Linked DNA regions of Muntiacus reevesi: region 2 is linked to region 1. The links are chromatin contacts, called in public Hi-C maps. All regions are on one chromosome and are shown on one strand. The core of a region is the stretch at or near the end of the contact, and the rest is flanking DNA. Distances in the headings are between cores, read along the strand shown. Region 1 holds the start of NCLN (nicalin). Region 2 holds the start of TLE6 (TLE family member 6, subcortical maternal complex member).

Region 1 (5,904 bases), core at 2,338-4,837:
TCCTGAAGGCCAGTCCGGGGGAGGGAACCGGCAGGACACAGAAGGGATGGCGTCCCAGGTGGAAAGAGCAGGGCCGTCTCAGGGGCAGGGGCCAGTGACCAAGGGAGCCGGGCCATGCGCCCCAGGTTGGGGCCTCCATGCCTCTCCCCACCGCTCCGGGGCCCCTCTTCTGCTTTAGGGTGACATGGGAGCCCCCGAGGGCCTGGTAGGGGAGGGCGGCAGAGACCTCAGGAGCCCTTGAAACTCTGAAAGGGCGGGTGGGCCCCTCCCCCATGCCCCACCTGTCCCAGCCGCAGCCTCCCGGGGGGCCCGCAGCCTCCCGGGGGTGGCTCAGATGTCACCTCAGGGTGGGGACACACGGGGCCGCCTGTGGAGCCTACTGTGGCCCGCTTTCCAGGAGGAGGAGGATGGCCAGAGAACGGAAGGAGGGGGTGAGAGCGGGGTCAGGCAGACACCAGCCCCCAAGTGCCCCCTCAGAGGCCAAGCACCCCAAGAGCAGAGACCGCCTTGGCTGGCGCGAGGCTGAAGTCTGCGAGGCCTGTTGCCCCTGCGTCACGACAGGCTCTGGACACCTGGATGGGCAGTTGCAGATCCCCACGATGGGACCAGACCTGAATGGAGGTTGCAGACTTTGCAATCGAAGGCCAGTCCTCTCTCCCTACAGTAGCACTAGTCTTTTGCAGTGCAAAGCCGACTGTAGGCGTGGCAGAGTGCCAATAAAACTTTATTTACAACCAGGGCCGGAGTGCCCGTCCTGGTGCCTGGAGTGGGTGCCCACGTCCCCGCCTACCAGGGCCATTTCTGCAGGGGACCAAGTGGGATGGGCATGAGCGGCCCAGCCCAGGGAGGCCGGAGTCCGTTGTGAGAGGGCGGGGAGGCAGGCCACACCCAGGGCCCAGCTCACCCCAGCTCAAAGAGCACACACCTCTCCTGCCCGGCTGCCGGGCTGCCGGTTTCTCAAGAGGTGCGGAGAGCGGACAGGAAGTTGGGAAACCAGGTTCAAAGCAAGGGCATGCGCGATGCTGGGGACACTGCAATCAGTGATGACCCAGCAGAGCAGCTCTCAAGATTCTCCACCACTGGGAGGGAGCTGGGGTTCCCTGCTCCACTGGACTATCGCACCAGCATCTCCCCAGTGGCGGGTGCCCCGCATCCCTGCCAACGGGGGACACTGCTGGGTGGGACCAGGGTGGGGGTGTAGATGTGTGAGCCAAGCTGGGTGGGCGCCCCGCCACGCCCCTCTGCTCATCCCGGAGCCCACTCAGTGTCTGGCAAAGATGGGGGCCAGGAAGGAGGGTGTGTGGGGTGAGGGAGTCACAGGGTCAGAAAAAAGAATAGCAAGGAGTCAAGGACTGGGGGCAAAGGACTGAGAGAGAGGAGGGGAGGAGGACAGGGAGAAAGTACTGAAGGTTCCAAGGGCCCACGTGGAGGACGAGTGTCAGGAAGTGCCTGTCTGGGCAAGGACAGGGGGCCATATCAGCAAGCAGGCCAGCGCTGAACAGGCAGTAGGAGACACGGGGCATCCACGCGGCCAGATTACAGCTGCCCAAGGGGCCAGAGCAGAGCTGGGTGTGCTAGGAGAGCTCGCAGCAAGGCTCCCAGTGTGAGCCAGGACAGGGGAGTGACATAGTGAGGGACGGACCGGCGAGTTGATCTGGAGAGAGCTAGGATCCAGCCAATGGGATGGCGGGATCCTCCAGACCGGGCAGAGCTGCTAGTCACACGTGGCTATTCAGAATTATGATGATGAAACACCAAAAGTCATCCCAAAGGGCCACCTGTGACACCACTGGCATAGACCCTCTTCCCAGGGGGATGCCAACAACACATATAAACTGCCCACTCCTTAGGGGCTCCTGGCCTACCACCCCACTGGTGAGGAGGCTGGGGTCTGCAGCCAACACTGTAACTCTGAGTTCTCCCCCTTGGCACTGCTGACAATCTGGCCCAGATAATTTTCTGAGTGAGACTGTCCCAGGCACGGTGAGGTGTGGGGCAGCACCCCTGGCCTGGCCCCACTAAATGCCAGGAGGCTGTCAATCATGACAACCCAAAGTCATCACTCAGGGACCCATGCATTGACAAACGCTGCACTAAACAGAAATGATGTAACTCTGGGATGAGATGGGGTCTGAGGGGGATGTCTCCAGACACTGGGGCTCCCCGAGGACCTGGCGGTGGCGAGGGGTCCAGGGGACTCAGGTTGGCCCTGACGTTCCAACAAGAGAGGTCAGTCCAAGAGAACCAGGGCTCAGAGATGAGGGGACCGGGGGACTGGGGAGGGGAAGCCCTCATGGGGTGGACGGGCCTTAGATACCAAGTTGGGGGAGAAACCAGAGGCCAAAAGGTTCTGGAACACCAGCTACATAAAGGCCGGGAAAAGAGAGGGCACTTTCAAAAGATTTTAACAGATGAGGGGGCAGGGCTGGAGAACAGAAGCAAGGCAGGATCCAGGCCTGGAGGCCTGAAATCCTGGGGAGAAGGAGCAGCAGGAGGGCTGAGGGGTGGGTACGCTCCCAAGCAGGGAGCAGTACATGGGATTTCAGGAGCACAAAGGCAGGATAATTTCTGAGGAACCTAATTCATGAGCTGGGACCAGGGAGTAGGGAAGGCCTTGACATAAAGACAGGCTGGGGTGAGCAATCAGAGCTCTGAGCCCTTAAGCAGGGCAGAATGTGAGCACTAGATAAAGCGCACCGGGGTGCTGAAGGGCTGTGCAGGGTTGTCTAGCTTAGCCTGGAAGAACGGCGCTGAGAGACTCCACTCCAAATCAAGGAGGCCCAAGGCTGGTGTTCTGCTCCAGCTGGGGATTGGGGAGAGACAGGGGACCCAGGTCAAGAGCAGCGACAGTGTCGCCTGAGGCTGGGAGTTCTGCGTTCTGGAGCAGGTAGCCCTTGTCGGGGACGGGGCCAGAGGGCTGTGGGAGCCAGCGCGGTGGGTCCCCAGGATACTGGACACAGAGAGCTAGGGGCCCAGCAGCGGTTCAGGTATCCAGGCTCGGACTTGCCTGGAGCTCCGGTAAAGGGTCTGGTGGCCCAAGTGAGGTCTGCAAGCTTAACTCCTGCTGGACGTGTGGGAGAGGCAGGTCCTGAGATCCAGGGAGCAGAGACCGAACCACGGGAAGGGGCATCCCGGCCGGCATAGGCCGGGGCCCTAGGGAGGCGGGAGGCTGGGCGGGAGGTCAGGGCCCCAGCCGGGAGGCTGAGCCGGAGGAGACCAAGAGCCCAGGAGAAGAGCCGGGCCCAGGGGGAAGGCCAGGGGCCCGGGTCCACGCACCGTAGGGTTGCCCCTGCAGGTCGTACTGCTGCATGCGGTACACGGTGAACTCATGCGCCGCATCGGCGGCGGGCAGCGGCGGTGCGACGAGCAGCAGCACCGCGGGCAGGAAGACGATGAAGCCGAGAGGCAAGCACGACGCCTTCAGCATATTCTCCAGCACCTCGCCCGCTTCCTCCAGCATCCTGGCCTGCGGCGGGGCCGCGCGGGGCGGCGGCGGCGTCGGGACGGCGGTGGCGGTGGCTCCCGCGGACTCACTTCGGCATGGGTAGGCGCCGGGGTCCTGCGGGCGCCGCGTCGGGCAGCCCGCGCCCGCCCGGGGTCCTGCCGGCACCGCCGAGGGCCGCCCGTCCGACGCGCTGCCTACTGGGAGTTGTAGTCTTTCCGGCTCTCGGAGCCACATGGGAGTTGTGGGCCCATTCTGTTACTCCCTAATAAAGCTGTGGTGGACTGTCGGCTAAAGTTCCGCTTAAACTCCAAGTGAGAAAATACGGAGACTTTAAAACAAACTATTAGCAGTGTAACTTATTGAAACCCTGTTTTTGCCGTGGGAGAAAGGCGAGGGACGAGAGGAAAAGAGGTTGTACAGGAGGTGACCTTGCGACCCGGAAGAAAGTTAGAAATAAGGAAGAGAGGGGCGGACCTGTTGCGCTAGGACTCCTGGAAATTGTAGTCTCGAGCAAGCACAAGGGCTCATGGGAGCTGAAGTCTTCCTGGCAGATGTCTGGGAAAAAACACTTAAAACTCCCAAAGAATATAGATGTTAAATTGCCTGAGGGCAAAGATTTGTGTTTGCTTTGTGCACTGATGTATTCCTCGGAACTTGACCCAAGGCCTGGCACACAACGGGTGGGTTATATAATTTTTGGATAAATGAATGAAAGAAGAATCAAAAAATCATGACAGGTTCCTAAAAGGGAATGTCGCAGTGGATTATGGGACTTGTAGTCTGCAACCTGGCGTTGTGCTGGGGTTGATGATATAATTATTTATACTTAGGCTTAATTATATTCGGGGCATATTCATAGTAAAAAAGTTACTCGTTGATAATCAGAAATTCAAATTCTACTGAGTGTCTTAAATTAATATTTTCTAATCTGCCCACCCTAAGAACCCAATTGTCCCTGGGTCAGAGGCCTTAAGGGTCATCAGTAACTCATACCCTCCGTACGGATGAGAAGGCTGAGGCCACAGGGTGCAGAACACAATGACCCTAGCCCCTAGGCTCTGGTACTGTTGCCTAAGGAGTTGAGCCTCCCTTCTGTCCCAAGTGAGAGGAGGCAGTTGTGTTGACTAATAACATGAGTTCAAGTCCCAGCTCCTCCACTTCCCAGCTATGTGACCTTGGGCAAATCTTTTCACCTCTCTGAGCCTCCATTTCCTCAACTGCCTGCTGAATATGATGATAAATAATCAAACACTCTTCCCAGGCTACTCAGGGGTGTGTGAGGATTCAGTAAGATAGTTCATGTGAATGCACTTTGAAAGGCATACATGAAGTGCTCAATAAATGCGGGTATTATGAGAATGCACCAAGCTCATGCAGCCTTGGAGCTGCTGCATCTTCTCTTCCTGCATAACCCTCACAGACCCCTCCTGCTTTCTGCATGGGTAGTTCCTTACCAAAAATAACGGACGCTTAGTTTGGTGCTTGTCACCCACGCCAAACTGTGACCTTTGTGCAAGCAGGTGCCAGGTTGTTCACAGCTGCAACCCCAGTGCCCAGAATAGAGCCTGACACACAGTCATTAAGTGAATGAGTGAGTGAATAAATGAGTCATGAACACCCTAACACACCAGCCCATCCTTCCCAGCTATGTCACCTGCTTCTGGCCATCCCCAGGTCTCTCCGGGCGGGGTGGGGGTGGGGGGTCCCAGGCTGGAGGAGTCAAGAGTGGCTTGGCAGGGTAGGGAGAGGGGTGAGAACTCATTCTGGCCCAAGTGATCTTCATCAGCAAATATTTATTATCTGCTTCTCCATCTACCCCTGCTCCTCCCAGCCAGGCTATGAACAGGCAACACACACACACACTCACCCAGAGACAGAGCAAGAAAGGGGCCTGAATCTGGCTCAGATAACGAGGCTTGGATCTTAGGGCTACCCGTACCACCTCCTCCCCTGAGCCTTGGTTTTTCTGTCTGTAAAATGGGGAGTTTCAACTAATTCTGCTTTGTGGAGGTGAAACCTTGGAAACCAAAGAATAACTTGAAACATTCATTCTTAGTTTTCCAAAGAGGGAAGGAACTGGTATTCATTCATTCATTCATTAAAAAGGCAGTAACGACCAGGGATCAAGAAGTCACCTGTCTGAGTCTGAATCCCAATTCTGCCTCTTCCCAGCTGTGTGAACTTATGTGTTACCTAACCTCTCTGGGTCTCAGTTTCTCCATCTGAAACATGAAGTTAATGACAGTATCTGCCTCCTGGAGGTTTTGCAAGGATTAAATAAATTAACACACAGGTGATTAGAACAACAGAGTAGTCTTTAAGGCTTCTTTGTTATTATTCATTTATCTATGTTACCAAAAGCAAGTTCATTCACAGCAAACCAAAACTTTGGGAGTTGGAGCAGAGAAAGGTTTACTGCAGCACCATGCAAGTAGACCAATGGCTCATGGCTTATAAAC
Region 2 (5,904 bases), core at 1,403-3,902, 140 kb after region 1:
ACGTCACTTCCTCCAAGAAGCCCTTCCTGACTACCTGAGCTCAAAACCCTGACTCATTCTCACCCCTTCACCTTCTATTTTCTTTTAAGCACTTACATTTTTGTGAAATCTTGCTTCTCTAGTTACATATTTAACTCCCTCCTCCCCCTAGAGCTGCTCGGTCCAATGAGGGTGCCATCAGTCAAATAAGGCTCTTTAACTTTATTTATTTTTTTAGGCTCTTTAACTTTAAATCAATGAATATTCAACTCCTTACAGGAGCACAGTAGCCACGGAGGGCTGGTGGGTGCCATCCTGGACCCAGTTGAAACAGAACATTCCTAACATGGTGGAAAATTCCGGAAGGCAGCACACACTGGAACATAAACTCCTGAGGGGCAGGACTCTAGTCATACGCTGTATGCTCCTAACTGACCAACTGTGGCCTGAAGAAACAATTCCTTAATTTAAATATGGAATTGCTTGTTTTCACAGCAAGGTTTTTATTAATTAAGAAAAACTCACATGGGCTTCCCTGGTGGTTCAGCGGTAACATGGGTTCAGTTCCTGGCCAGGGAAGATCCCACATGCCTCAGAGCATCTGAGCCTGTGCTCTAGAGCCTGAAAGCCACAACTACTGAGTCCCATGCTCTGCAATGAGAAGCCCTCGACCCCAACTAGAGAGTAGCCCCCACTCACCACAACTAAGGAAAGCCTGAGAACAGCAACAAATACCCAGCAGAGCCAAAAATTAAAAATAAAAATAAAAGTGTCTATGACTGAATTCCATTTAAAAGAAGAAAAACACAGGAAGCTGGGGCTCAGTGGGTTCTTTGCATTGCCTAAGGCAAGCAAAGTAGAGAAGGTGTCCCCTAACCCAGATTGTGAGGCTAAACACCACAGCCTTTCCAGGTGGCTCCAGACAGGCTGACAGGTGGGGGTGGGGCTCACCAAGCCGTAAGCGAGGTCCACCTGCGTCGTCAAGTGAGTGGGGAACCTGCCGGGGAAGACAGACCCGCTGGAAGTGGAGGCCTCAAGACCCTTCCCCAGAATGTGCCCTGCCTTCAGTCTCCCAGCAGGGCAGTTCCATTAAGGGAGCTAGTCCCTTCCACGTGCCACACTGAAAGCAGTGTCAAGACGAACATGATTTTAATGCAGTATTTTACAAAATATAATTGAATGAGAGCAAATCCATACTGAACCACACACAGTCAAAAATTGAAATGAAAGCCAGGATTGGTATTACTGCTTTTCCTTTCCTTCTGCGTCACCCTCCAACGTGGTCGCCACCCACACTGGTCCTGCATTTTGGGCCATGGAGACAAAGCGGGGGTTCTTTCCCTCTGTGGGACTTCCGGCCACAGCGGTGCCTCCAGACCCCGGGATTGTCCTCACCTGGGGAAGTGCTGCTTGAGCTGATCCAGGGCGTACTGATAGTTCTGGGCTGGAAGGTTGGCCTGAGAATGCTCCTGGAGAAGTCAAAGTGGGAGATGAACAAAACCCACAGATGGCCAGCATAGTTGCTGTCAAGTCATCAGCCCCAAAGAGGGTGGGGCAGGACCTCCTGAGACCTGAAGGTCATTTGCTCTCTCTCTGTTATTACTTAAGTACCCACACGGTATCTTCCCGGCCTAAAGTTGAAAATATTTACTTTCTGGCCTGTTATGGAAGCTTGCCGACCCCTGGCCTAAACTGTTAGAAGTGGTTTTCTCTGGGAAGTAATGAGGTCGGGGGCAGGAAAGGGGAAGGGACTTTTGCTTGTAAAATATTAACTGAATAAATGATGTAGCCAGGTGTGTATCACCTGGGTGATAAAAAGTTTAATTTTAAAACGAAAGTGGCTTAAAGTATGATGGCTTTGTATCCCCAGCTTAAAGGCCAGCCCATGTCCCTCCCTTAGGAGCAGGAGAGATTTGAGCCCAGCTGCTGCCTCCTCGCCCCTCCCCTAAGGGGTAATGCCTCACCATGCTTTGAGGGTGTCCGTGGGGGCTGAGACGACCCCAAGAGGTCACTCTTCAGGCTGCAGTAACAAGGAATTTAGCCAGGGACTCTAAAATTAACAAGGAGATTACAGATCCTGAGCACAGAAGGCTGATCGGGAACAGAGACACAACCAGCCCCACCCCACCCTTGGCCCACCTTGATCTTCCCTCTAGGGCTGAGTCCTGGGCCTCCGACCCCTCCCTGAGCGCCAGTACCCCACTGCATTCTCTACACCCGATGTTCATTCATTCACCTCTCTCTGGGGGTTCCAGCTGTGCTGATTCCTGGTGGGGAGTCCCCTGGGGCTTCACTCTAGGAGGTGGGGCACAGGGTATGGTGCCAAACATATACACTTCCTTCTAAGAGCAGTCAGGGCTGGAGGAACCCCAGACAAAGATATCAAAGCTCAAACTTAGTTTTGAGACAATTTCCTAAAGCACCGGAGAATATCATTTGGAAAGGGGTTTTGAAGGATGAATAAGAGTTGGCCAGGTGAATTAGAAATTTCTCAGGAAGAAAGAGACCTAATCAGTCCTGTGGCACTAAACTTCTTTACTTCTGCCCCTCAGCACCCTTCCAGCCCCCTCCCCAGCCCAGGGACCCTGGGGTCTGCCAAGAGATCCAAAGGCCTTCCCACCTCTTTTAGGATGGTGGCCCAGAAGGAAGCCGCCAGGGTCAGCCAAGTTCAGGCGGACAGGAAGCACCCCCCCACCCCGGAGGCCAATTGACCCATCGGGCCCCACCCCGCCCCGCCCCGGCCCCGCCCCCGCCCGCCCCGGCCCCGCCCCGCCGCCACCTGCACCGCGAAGCCGGTCAATGAATTAGCAGCAGCTGCACGTGGGATCGGGCTCCGCAGGCGGCCGCCGGCGGCGCTGACCAATCGTAAGGGCGCTTACCCACGTGGGCCGCGACTCCCATATCTGATTGGTCGGCTCTCCCCAGCCGCCGGACGGGCTGTCAATCAGCGCGCCCGGCGCCTACGCTTAACCCTTGCGGTCCCGAGGCTGGGAAGGGCAGCGTGTAGAGTTGTAAGCAATTTGGGGTCCCGGCAGGGATGAGGATATTTAGTTAAAGCAAGGGGCTTGGGGTCACAAGGTGCCACTAGACGAGAGACTGGGAGGTGTGTATTCTCCTTGTTTTGTGAGAAGTCTCGTCAATTTTTCGTCCTGCCCTGGAGCGGCTCCTGGCTGAGGGTGGGGCGGGGAATGGAAGCGCTCTCACTCCAGATCCTTAGATATGGACTAAGCACCTTCTCCTCAGTATTAAATAACGTGCATTGCAAACGAAGCTTCGGTCCCCTTTCTTGGGGAAAATTCAAAGGCTCCCTTTTATCCAGCCTCCTAGGAGGCAAGCCTGGGGCTGTGCATTTTATCAGCGAATTTTCCCAGCAGCCCTCCGAGCCCCGGGACTGAGGCTCTGAGAAATCTGAGAACCAAAGGCCGGATACTGCGAAGGCCTTGGAACTGGTACACTTTTCCAGGTTCAAGGCCAAGGGGGGAAGCCTAGTTCTACTCTAGGCTTGGGGTGACCTCAAAGATAAGGGTGGAGTGTGTGTGGAGAGGTTCAGGGGTCCTGTTTTTGTTGTGAAATGGCCTGCTTGAGATGGGAAGTGGCTACTGCAGAGTGTGGGAGTGAGAGGTCAAGTTTGTACCCTCCCCAGAACCTTCGCTCTGGCTGTTCCCTCCTGGGCTGTTCCCCGGCTGGATACTTCACCTTCAACTCTAGCTCAGAGGTCACCAGTTCAGGAAAGCATCCATCCCCTGGACACAGTTCTTATTTTTCTCCAAATCTGGTTTATATTGAAGCTAATCTTGTAATCTCCGTAGCCCTAAACCCTGCTGTGTTCAAAACTCACACAATGCTGATTCTCCTACGTGTTTGCACCTGGCCACCGGCACTGGGGTGGGGGAGGGGGGCCGGGGGAGTGGTGGTGAAGGGGGGCGGGAGTAGGCAGGTTTGTGATTCACACAAACCAGAGAAATCTCCTTCCCCACCAAAGTCGTAGCTTTGTCGTGGAGAGGAGGTGGACGTGGAAGGGAAACGGGTGACTGAGAGTTCAGATCCTAGGAAGATAGCCCCCAGAGGTTAAGATGTAAACACACAATTCAGGTTCTGTGGCTTGTTTGTGAAGGCCAAAGTGAGAGCTGCCATGTATAAGCCTCAAATACAGGTTTTTGCCCACCATCCCTCCACTGGCCCATAATTGAAGTATATTTTATTTATGGTCCAGCCTGCTAATTGCCTCCCTCTGCGTGCTCCACTCCTCTCCGTGGTTGTAGAGGGTCAGCCGGACACACCAGTTTATTATCCTGGTCTGTCTTGTCTCCCATGATATCCACTGGTTACCTGCGGTTATTTAAATGAAAATGAATTAAAACGAAATAAAATTTCAAACTCCGTTCCTCCGGGGCCACAGGCTGAATCAATGTCAACTGCTCAGTAGCTGCACCTGGCTGGGGACGACTAGCTGCCCTGCAAATCTATAACATTCCCATCGTCTTAGAAAGTTCCGCTGGTTAGTGCAGGTCTGAGATTCTCTTTAATTTTGATTTTCTATTGGAGTATAGAAAATCTCCAGTATTGGGGTTGCCAGGTGGCGTTAGTGCTTAAGAACCTGCCTGCCAATTCAGAAGACATTATTAGTTCAATCCCTGGGTGGGGAAGATCCTCTGGAGAAGGAAATGGCAATGCACTCCAGTATTCTTACTTGGCAAATCCCACGGACAGAGGAGCCTCGTGGGCTATAGTCCATGGGGTTGAAAAGAGTTGGATGTGACTAAGTGACTAGGTACATAATTGATTTACAGTGTCGTGTTCAGTTCAGTCGCTCAGTTGTGTCTGACTCTTTGTGACCCCATGGACTGCAGCACGCCAGGCTTGTCCATCACCAACTCCCAGAGCTTACTCAAATTCATGTCCACTGAGTTGGTGATGTCATCCAACCACCTCATCCTCTGTTGTCCTCTTTTCCTCCTGCCTTCAGTATTTCCCAGCATCAAGGTCTTTTCCAATGAGTCAGTTCTTTGCATCAGGTAGCCAAAGTATTGGAGCTTCAGTTTCAGCATCAATCCTTCCAATGAATAGTCAGGATTGAATTCCTTTAGGATTGACTGGTTTAATCTCCTTGAGGTCCAGGGGACTCTCAAGAGTCTTCTCCAACACCACAGTTCAAAAGCGTCAATTCTTCAGCACTCAGCTCTCTTCATGATACAACTCTCACATCTATACATGACTACTGGGAAAACCATGGACCTTTGTCGGCAAAGTAATGTCTCTGTTTTTTAATATGCTGTCTAGGTTGGACAAAGTTTTTCCAAGGAGCAAGTGTCTTTTAATTTCATGGCTGCAGTCACCATCTATAGTGAGTTTGGAGCCCAAGACAATAAAGTCTGTCACTGTTTCCATTGTTTCCCCATCTATTTGCTATGAAGTGATGGGACCGGATACCTTGATCTTAGTTTTCTGAATGTTGAGTTTTAAGCCAACTTTTTCACTCTCTTCTTTCACTTTCATCAAGAGGCTCTTTAGTTCCTTGCTAAACATTTAATTTACTAAATATTGTGTTAGTTCCATAGAACTGAAGTTCTTAAAAAAAGAAAAGAGAAATTCCTGGGACTTCTCTGGTGGTCCATCAGTTAAGACTTCACACTCCTGATGCAGAGGGCCTGGGTCTGATCCCTGGTCAGGGAACTAGATCCCACATGCTGCAACTAAGAGATTGCATGCCACAATTAAAAAAATCCCAAGTGCCACAACTAAGACCCAGTGCAGCCCAAGAAATATTTTTTAAAAGAGAAGTTCCTAAAAAAAAAAAAAATAAATAATTTTTTTTTTTTTTTTTAAAAAAGAGAAGTTCCTAGGTCCATGTAGAATTGAGAGGCATTCATAGCAGCACTTCTATCCTCACCCCTGAAAAGCCCCCTGCACCCGTAGCTGGGGTCA

Evidence for each region. Hi-C and Micro-C count contacts between places; a contact is called where the count stands out from the background.
Region 2: a Hi-C map of muscle shows a contact between it and region 1, with 4 times the contacts expected there. The contact joins the promoter of TLE6 here to the promoter of NCLN in region 1. A contact is called at or near these places in 2 of 3 Hi-C or Micro-C datasets (blood and muscle).

What each region holds. Positions count from the first base shown.
Region 1 is chr1:199,402,853-199,408,756 of mMunRee1.1, forward strand. NCLN (nicalin) reads right to left here and starts at 3,588. Exons shown (of 15, transcript XM_065918077.1): 1 at 3,277-3,588. The coding sequence starts at 3,460.
Region 2 is chr1:199,546,330-199,552,233 of mMunRee1.1, forward strand. TLE6 (TLE family member 6, subcortical maternal complex member) reads right to left here and starts at 2,653. Exons shown (of 16, transcript XM_065934018.1): 1 at 2,600-2,653; 2 at 1,944-2,029; 3 at 1,375-1,448.